Linked DNA regions of Pan troglodytes: region 1 is linked to region 2. A link is a contact called in public HiChIP or PLAC-seq data. All regions are on one chromosome and are shown on one strand. The core of a region is the stretch at or near the end of the contact, and the rest is flanking DNA. Distances in the headings are between cores, read along the strand shown. Region 1 holds the start of NKD1 (NKD inhibitor of WNT signaling pathway 1). Region 2 holds the start of BRD7 (bromodomain containing 7).

Region 1 (4,468 bases), core at 1,034-3,533, 180 kb before region 2:
CCAACAGAAGACAGAGAAGCCCCCAGCTAAGCAGTGGCGGTGGAGGAGGACAGGGGAGCTTCTCCTAGGCCCAGAGGTTATTTCATCCACACACAGGAACTGACTTTATCCACAGGTCCACCTCCTGACACCAGCACTGCAAGCGAGCTGCCAGGTACCACCACCCAAATACAAACACATCTGAAGTCTCCACTGGCCTCTCCCCAGCCCATGGATAAGACCAAAGAACTAACCAGACCTGAGACTCAGTCTATTCCCCCTCTAAGTTAAAAAAAAAAAAAAAAAAAAAATTAAATGTCACATCAAAAAGTTGATTCATCCTTTGATCCTAGGCTTGCGCGAGTTCCACGCAGACTGCCTGAAAGCCCCGTGCAGAGTTCCGGAGCTCACAGGACATCTGTGAACGCCAAGTCCCAGGCCAGGAGCTGGAGCTGGACTCACTCATTCCCATCACACTTAGTGCTCCTCCAGGAACTCCAGCCTCGGAGACACACGGGGTGAAGGCTCAGAGCTCTGCCCAGGCTACAGTGGAATGAGCCCCTCTATCTCATATGCCAAGTAAGGGGTCTTCCAGGTCTCAGTCCCCCTAGATCTGCTACCCAGAGGGCCGCCTGCTCTACTGGGGTTCCTGTACAGGTGGTACTGATGAATGCCACAGACAATCAGAACATATTCAGATACTGGGGCCAGCACAGCTCTGCCTTCCACCCAGACACCCCTAATACCCCCTTCTCTCTAGCCCCTACTCCACCTCCACCTTTGAATGCTGGTGGCAGAAACAAGGTAGAAGTCAGAGCAGGCCCCCAAATCCCGCCGGTACAGACACGATTCCCCATCAACTGGACCTTCACCACCTCCCCACCTAGGACCTTTCCCCCAGGCAGCCCTCTGCCTCCAGCTGGGCACTTCGAGGTTCTCCAAGGCATGCGGGCAGAGGGTCGCGTTGGTGGGGCAGGGGGCAGCTGAGAAGAGATTTTCAGACCCAGAAGCCGTGCAGGAAAGTGCTCAAAGTTGGGGTGCATGGGTTTGGGGACCCATCTCTGAGGCTGAAAAGAGGCCAGGAGGTGGGGCAGGGGTGGGGAATCATACCCGGGTGCTTCGGCCTATGGTGCCCGCCAACCGCAGCTGTCGAGGTCCCGAGACACCGCCCGGGCAGCGCTGTCTCCCGATCCACTCCTCGATGCCCTTCCGAGCCCAGGCAGCGCTCACGGCGAAGCTGTCACCTGGGACGGGGACGACATGAAGCCCCTGAGTCTGGCTCCAGGTGCCAAAAGTTACCCCCGCGGAGGGAAGGAGGCGCGGTGGGAGGCGAAGGGCCACGGCACGGGGGCCAGGAGGGGGTTCGCGGGCTGGGGCAGGAGCCGAGAGAGGGACGCGGGTAAGTAAAGGGGGGTTCAGCGAAGCCCTAGGAGCGAGGAGCCAGAAGGGGGCAAGAGGGGTGAGCAGTACCCCAGGAGGACGGGTTTAGGGATCAGACCAGGGAGCGCTGGCAGCCAGGACTGCGGAGGAGAGGGCTGGGGGTCAGGAGAGGGGCCGCAGTAGGTGCAGGAGCCAGGATATCGGGAGAAGGCGCCGGGGGGCAGGAAGAGGGGCAGGGTCTTGCGGGGAGGCGCTTGGGGGTCTGAAGAGAGGGTGCCGTGAGAGCCGAGGGCAGGGACGCGGGAGGGGGAGGGGTTGAGGGTCAGCGGTGGGAGCGCAGGACCGCGGGGAGCGGGTAGGAGGGACAGAGGAGGGGGCGCGAAGGCTGCTCAGTGAGCGGGCTTGGGGGGCCGGTGGCCGGAACTGGGGCTTGGGGGTGGCCCTGGTCATAAGACCTGGCGGGCTGGGCCGTTCTGCCGCGGCCGCGGTGTCCCCCGCGTCCATCCCCGAGGTCTGCGCCCCGCGCGCCCCTACCTTCCGGGCTCTCCCTGCGCTTGCACACGGCGGCTGCAGGCACATCGCGAGGCGGCGGCGGCGGCGGCGGCGGCAGCGGCGGCGGCGGGAGAAGGAAAGAAAGGAAGGGAGAGAGTTAGCGACCGCGGCGGCGACGGCGGCGGGGCCCGGGGCGAGCGCGCGGGCGGGGGCACTGACCCGGCTTGGAGTGAAGTTTCCCCATGCTGGGGCTGCGGCGGCCGGGAGCGTCCCTAAGCCATGCGCCCGGCCGCGGGCCTGGCGCCTCCCCTGGCTCTCCTCCTCCCGGAGCAGCCCCCGAGCCGAACGGAGCCCGAGGCGGCGCCGGGACGCGCTCCTGCCGCCGTCGCCGCGGCCCGACTGACGCCCGGGAGCGCCGAGCCCCCCGCCCGCCGCCGCGGCCCGCGCCTCCCCGCGCGCCCATTGGCCGGTGCGGCGCATCAAAGGCAAGGCTGGTTGCGGCGGGGGCGGGGCCGGAGGCGGGGCATGGGCGGGGACGAGGGCGGGGCGCTGACGGGAGGGACGGGACACAGTCCGCGCTCCCTGCCGCGGTCTGGGGCCGGGGGCCGAGCACCGGGGCTGGCGACCCGGCGGGGCGGCTTGTCCAGGAGGCGTATTGGGACAGAACAGCCCGGCCATCGCTAACTGTACTGTCACTTCCCTCCGCTCCACGTTCCCTCTAAACGGGCAGGGCGGGACTCGGCGGCTCCAATTTACAGGTGGGGAAACTGAGGTCGGGAGCGGAGACCTTAGCTGCTCAGGTGCAAGCTTCGGCAGCGCTACCTTTTCCCAGTCTTCCCACGACCTACCTTCTGCAGAAAGTGTTCATTACCCGCCCCGTGACCCGCCCCCCACCACCGCACTCCTCTAGTTTCTTATTTGGGGAGTCCAGGAGGAGCCCCCAGCGCACCCCGGGCCAGTGTGGGCCCAGCCCTCTCCAGGCAGCGACAAATGTCCAAAGCGCCCCGTTATCAGCCCATCTCTGGGATCTCCTCGTCCGGGGGGCCCGTGGGTGCCCGCCCGGGTCGGGGCGCGCTGCCAAACTGCGCGGCCTGGAAGGGGGTAACCGCTGAGTCTTTGATCTTCCTTGGTTTCCGCTCCCCGCTGCAGTTCGCCAGACCCAAGGGTTTGTTTGTTTTGTCTGGGGAGGTCTCTGCGGGGAGGTCGCGCGGGGGGAGGGGGATGGTGGCGGTCGACATCAAGGGATTCCACCCCACCTTTGTGGCTCTCAGAACGCCTGCCCCCTTCTGGGGACACTGTGGGTCCGTGTTACGCTCGTCCTGGCACCAGGCAGCTCGGGCGTGGGAAAAGAAAACCCGCAGCTCAGAGTGAGACCAGCCCCGACCTTTGGAGTGAATTACCTGTGCTCAGTTTTGTGATCTGTATAATGGAGGCTCCATTCTGCCCTTTTTGCCGACTCTCTAGAGCAGCACTGCCCAATAGAAATATAATGTGGGCCACATTTGTAATTTTAAATTTTCTTGTCGCCACATCTTTTAGAAGTAAAAAGAAATAGATGAAATATTAATAATATATTTCGCTTAACTCAATACAGTCAGCCCTCCTTATTCACAGGTTCCACATCTGCGGCATCAACCATCTGTGGACTGAAAATATGCAAAAAGAATAATACAGCAAAAATAAAGAATAAAAAACTTTTTAATACAGTATAACAACTATTTACATAACATTTACATTGTATTAGGAATTACAAGGAATCTAGAGATGATTTAAAGTATTCAGAAGGATGTGTGTAGGTTATATGCAAATACTACAGGACATTTTATATAGCGGACTTGACATCTGGGGATTTGGGTATCCTCTAGGATCCTGGAACCAGTCCCCAAAGACACCAAGGGAACACCGTATATCCAAAATGGTATAATTTCAAGATATAATGAGATATTTTACATTCTTTGTATTGCGCTAAGTCTTTAAAATTCAGTGTGTATTTTACACTTAAAACACATCTCAAAGACTAGCCATATTGCAAGTGACCATTTGCACTTGGCTAGTGGCTACTGCATTGGGCAGCATCGCTCTGGAAGATCTACATGTCTCAAAAGGACATTAGGAATTCACAGCCCCCCAGAGTCATAAATCTCTTCATCCAAGTGTCTTACTTTCATGTTCCAAGCTTCCTTTTTTAACACCCTTTTTGGTGGAAACGAAGGCTAATGTTATAAGCAGGTACACTAAAGTCCTGTTGGCCAGGTGGTTTCATCTGAAGAGTGCTGAAACCACAAAAATATATTACTGTTGTCATTTTTATGTTACAATTCTTCATTCAGTACTTCTGATGTGCCAGTCCTCATCCTCCATCATGTGTAGCCCTCGCAACCACTCTCTGATGCAGACTCATACTTGTTCTAGAACGGAGGGAACCTATTCAACTCAGAGAGGTGAACTCACTTGCCCAAGGTCACAAAGTTCATCCATGACCCAATTAGGAACTGAACTCCAATCTGTTGATTTCATTGCCCAGGCTTGTTTTCACTACATCAGGTTGTCCCAACACAGTGCAAAACTAATGTTCCACCACTAGAAAGAGAGTCTTCCATCTGGAAACAAATATGAA
Region 2 (4,953 bases), core at 1,597-4,096:
GGGCAGGGGGATGGGGCTGGAAAGAGAATGAGGGCCAGATCCGGCCCTGAAAGCCAAGGTGCAGATTTGGCTTTGACTTCGAGTGAGACAGGGAGCCACAAGATGGTTTTGAGCAGGAAAGTGACATTCACAAATATTTAAAAGTTAGTATTAGCAGCTGATATTTATTGACCATTTACTATCTACCATATCAGGCATTACTCTTGGCGCTCTGACCACATTATCTTCTTTCATCCTTACAACCACCCTGTTGCAGCAGCACACCCAATGACCTCACCCTGGTTCCAAGGTTCAGAGGTAGGCAGCCCTCTCGGGACAGGCCAAAGTCACAGACCCTGTAAGCATCTGTGACCCCAAGACTCAAGTCAGCTCTGTCTCACTCACTCAAGAGCTGTTGGGCTGTTGGGGGAGAAGTCTGGGCACAGCTTAACTGGGGCCTCTGCTTCTGGGACTCTCACAGGGCTGTGATCAGGATGTCAGCCAGGGCTGAGGTCTCATCTGAATGTTCCACTGAGGAAGGATCCACTTTGAAGCTCACACAGTTGCTGGCAGGATTCAATCCTTCAAGGCTGTTGGACTGATAGCCTCAGTTGTAGCCGGATGTCAACTGGGGCCCAGCCTCAGGTCTTTGTCACATGGGCTTCTCCAGCATGGCAGCTTACTTCGTCAAAACATGCAAGCCAAGAAGGCAAGAGAGACAGTCAGCAAGCAAGACTGAAGTCTTATATATCCTCAACACAGGAGTGACGTCCATCATCTTTGCCATATTCTATTGCTCTGAAGCCAGTCTCCAGGCCATTCCACACTCACTGGGAGGTCATGAATGGCAGCAGGCAGAAATCTCTCGGGGGAGTCTGCCCGAACCAGGACCGTGCAGCTCAACTAGCATTTTCTGGTGCCTTCTATGTGCCAGGCATGGTATTAGTGCTGAGAATTTAAAACTAGATGAATTTGGGCTTCCACTTCCAGGAACATTTTTCTGGGAGGTGTTTTCTGCTACGTACTCTTATTCACTTTCCATTGATGTGACCACTTTGTGACCTATGTAGAATCACTCTTGAGAGGGTAGGGAAATTACTAACTTGATAGTATGGATGAGTTCACCAGACCTTTTTCCTCTGAGGGGCATTTGGACGGTAGTAGTCACTGTGCTAGGCACTGTAAGTACCAAGGAGGTACCCAGGGTAATGAGGAGCAGACAGGTAAACCCACAGGTTGAGCCTGGAGCAAGGCAATGCCACAATAGAGGCCAGACCCACAGTGGGAGTTGGCATAGTGGTTCTTAAAGCAAAATAAGTTATAGACAGTGGATGAAAAGCTGAAACCAAGCCTTGCCCTATGCTTAGGGGGCCTAGGGGGCCTTGCTGGCTTGATTTCAGAGCAGCAGAAGGTCTCTTCCCCAACACAACCCCTCTTCCCACACCCTGATCTCTGCCTCACGGACACCAGAGAGGCTTGTTACAGGGAAATAATAGACACACACTTTTAGCTTTCATGAAAAAGCAACTCTCTTCATTAGAAGAACCTCATCTTCCCTGGCTAACCATAGAAGTCTGGCAGGAGCTGCCAATCACAGACTCCACTTCTCTTGGCCAAGGGGGTGAGGGGGTAGATTTGGCATCCAGGCCGAATCAATCTCCCATCCCCTGTCCCATAAAACATGTGACACAAGCCAAGCCAATCAGAATCCTTCCCTGGGACTGTTTTCCAGGTGAAGCTGACAGGAAGAGATCTTTTTCCCAGTTGGTCAGGACACTATAAAGAAGAGGCCTCAGAAGCAGATGGTGGCCATGTTTCCAGCCATATAGGAAAGAAGGGGGGAGATGGAGACCGATATACAGAGAGACAAGAGAGAGAGAGAGCTGGCATGCCAGTCAACAGCATTACATCCTTGGTTCCTGTCTTCTCTCTGGCAAGCTTTATTCTTGCCCTTTCTAGACATGTAAACCAATAAATCCCTTTTTGTTTACTTGAAATAATTCAAATTGGTTTCTATTAGTTACCAACAATAGGGTCCTAAAATATAAGCCTATAATTTCACCACTGAAGTTCAAGGTAAAGCTACAAATCTTCCTGGGAGAGGTGATTCATGGGCCTAAATTGTTACTAAAGTATAAATGACTGATAACAGATCCTTTCTTAAGAGGAGACTATAATTATGAGTTTATCTGAAAACAGACAAAGCACCATACAGCTAGAAGTAAAGACAGTCAAAACATCTGGAAACCTTCACCTATCAGCACATAAGTTTTTTTTAAGATTAGAATCTTCAGTCACCAATGTGCTGAGGTTGCCGGGTCTGGCACCCAGTATGGGGTTCAGTCAATATCGTAAAAGGGAAGAAACAGAAGCAAGGGAAAGTGGAAAGAAAGGAAGAGTGGGGGAAGGAGGAAGGGTAAAAAAAGAAAAGAAAAAAGAGGGAAGGAGACGGGAAGAGGAGAAGGAAGGGTGATGAGGGAGGAAGAAAAGAGAGAAGGAAGGCTTGAAGGGAGGCAGTAAGGAGGGAAGAAAGGAAGGAAGGAAGGAGGAAGGAAGGGAAGAAGGGAAAGAGAAAGAAAGAGAGGGAGGGAGTAAAAAGAAGGGAGGGAAGGGGAGACGGAGGGAGAGACACACAGAGACAGAGACAAGACAGACAAATTGAGGGGAAAGGGAGGAAAGAAGAAAGACAAGAGTCTGAGCGGTGGATCCCTCCCCGGCCCCGCCCCCGCCCCCGCCCCCCGGCCCCGCCCCCGGCCCGCGAGCTGCAGCACCACCTCCGGTCGCCAGGGGCCGCCACCCGCAGCCGCCGGCACCCTGTGCGCGCGGCGGGCCTTCTTTCCCGCCTCTGCGCCGGCCGCGCGCCCCCCCGCCGCCGCTCTCGGGCTCCGGCCGGGTCTCGCGCTCCGTCTTCTCGAGAGGGGCATCGCGCCGCCCGGCGCGCGCCGCCCCCCTGCCTCGCGGCGCGGGGTCTCGCGGGCCCCGCTCCCGCCCTCCGCTCGCCTGGCCCGGACCGGAAGCGGCGCCGCACGGCCTGGGCCTGGCGCGGGGGGCGGGCACCGGGGCCCGGTCGGACATGGGCAAGAAGCACAAGAAGCACAAGTCGGACAAACACCTCTACGAGGGTGAGGAGGGGGCCGGGGTGCGGGCGGCGGGCCCTCAGCGGCTCTGCCGGGCTTCCGCTCTTTCCCAATGGCTCCGGGGCGGCCCAGGGCCCTTCCCTCCCACGGCAGGCCCAGGCCCGCGAAGGGGGCGCGTCCTGCCCGAGGCCGCGCTGCCCCCCGTGCGGCGGCGGCATTCGAACCCGGGTCCCCCTGGTCCGGTGGGTCTCTGGTGGGGAGACGTGAGGCGGGCCCGGGAGGCCTGGGAGCGTTCGGGGCGGGCGGCGCCGCCGCACCCCCGGGCGGGGGTCCGTCATTCAACAGGTGCTTCGCGGAGCGCCCAAAGCCGCCTCGGGCTTGCTGCGCCTTCGCGCTCTGCATCCTTAGCACTCCCTGGAGAGCCCCGACTTTAATCGACGCGCTTTCCTTTCTTTTCTTTTCTTTTCTTTTTTTAAGAGTATGTAGAGAAGCCCTTGAAGCTGGTCCTCAAAGTAGGAGGGAACGAAGTCACTGAACTCTCCACGGGCAGCTCGGGGCACGACTCCAGCCTCTTCGAAGACAAAAACGATCATGACAAACACAAGGACAGAAAGCGGAAAAAGAGAAAGAAAGGAGAAAAGCAGATTCCAGGGGAAGAAAAGGGGAGAAAACGGAGAAGAGTTAAGGTACAAGTGGTTACATTGCTTTGGCTTTGCGGACGGCACTGCCTCCTCCAGCTGCCAACCTCATTTTATTTTCTTTGTATCTGGGGAAAACAAACGCCTCTAAGATCTGGCTCGTTTGAGGAGGAGCAGGACAGAATAGAGACATGAATCATCTATGAGTTTCAGCAAGTCGTTTTTGAATTATACTCTTAGGCAATTGTACTCGCACATCAGGTGAGGAAGCAGCTAAGTCCAAATTTTGAGGAGCTGCTTCAAAGAGTGGTTTTTCCATCTAGGCAGGGTAAAAAGTCATGCTCAAGAAAGCCTCAGTGTTCGAGGATTGTCAAAAATAGTCATTTCAGAAGTGAGTGGGATCTACTGGGGTTTAAAGTTTGTTCTGAAATAAATATTATAATGCCAAATCTGTAATGAGCAACTTTAAATCTTTTAAAACAGTGTTGTAGTGTGTTGAGAAAATTTGGTCAGAAACCTGTAATGGAGATTGATATTCTTAACCATTTGCATTTAACAGAAAAGAATGAGTAGCTACCATCTTGGTTTGAAAGCTGGGCAAAATAATAATTAATGGCTGGGCCCAGTAGCCCACACTTGTAATCCCAACACTTTGGAATGCCGAGGTGGGAGGATTGCTTGAGACTGGAAGTTCGAGACCAGCCTGGGCAACATAGCAAGGCCCTGCCTCTGCAAAATAAACTACAAAAATTTCCAGAGCCTGGTGGTGTGCACCTGTGTCCCAGCTATTCAGGAGGCTGAGGTGGGAGGATCCCTTGAGCCCAGGAGTTTGAGGTACAGTGAGGTATGATCACACCACTGCACTCCAGCCTGGGCAATAATACGAGACTCTGTCTCTAATAATAATAACAACATTGTTATTACTGTTATTAACTTTCCAAATTTAACCTGCCACTGAACGACTTATTAAATCAATTATTGTGAAGGTAAATTTTCATAGGTTAGTTATATAATTTTTCTTATGTTTATATATACAAGAGGAGCTTTCTCTTCCATGTGATTGAACACATTGCTAAGTCACCAAGTCTTAGAGATCTTATTTTGGGGATTTCTTAAGTCTATTCCTTCCCTTTTGTCCCAGTTTTTATTACCTTTGGCTAGGTAGGAGTAATGTTTTGTTTTCTTCCTTAAATTATAAAACCCATATATGCATTTGATTTTTTAAAAGTAGTTCATGTGGTGCAAAAGTACACAAAATG

What was found. HiChIP or PLAC-seq counts read pairs in DNA pulled down with a chosen protein or histone mark.
Region 1: an H3K4me3 HiChIP or PLAC-seq map of stem cell-derived excitatory neurons shows a contact between it and region 2, with 3 times the contacts expected there. The contact joins the promoter of NKD1 here to the promoter of BRD7 in region 2. A contact is called at or near these places in 1 of 7 Hi-C or Micro-C datasets (stem cell-derived neural progenitor cells) and 1 of 1 datasets of contacts at active chromatin or transcription factors (stem cell-derived excitatory neurons).

The regions. Positions count from the first base shown.
Region 1 is chr18:48,517,731-48,522,198 of NHGRI_mPanTro3-v2.0_pri, reverse strand. It overlaps NKD1 (NKD inhibitor of WNT signaling pathway 1), which reads right to left and starts at 2,283. Exons shown (of 10, transcript XM_016929817.4): 1 at 2,071-2,283; 2 at 1,894-1,926; 3 at 1,090-1,223. The coding sequence starts at 2,095.
Region 2 is chr18:48,338,621-48,343,573 of NHGRI_mPanTro3-v2.0_pri, reverse strand. BRD7 (bromodomain containing 7) reads left to right here and starts at 2,846. Exons shown (of 18, transcript XM_054668370.2): 1 at 2,846-3,101; 2 at 3,534-3,742. The coding sequence starts at 3,053.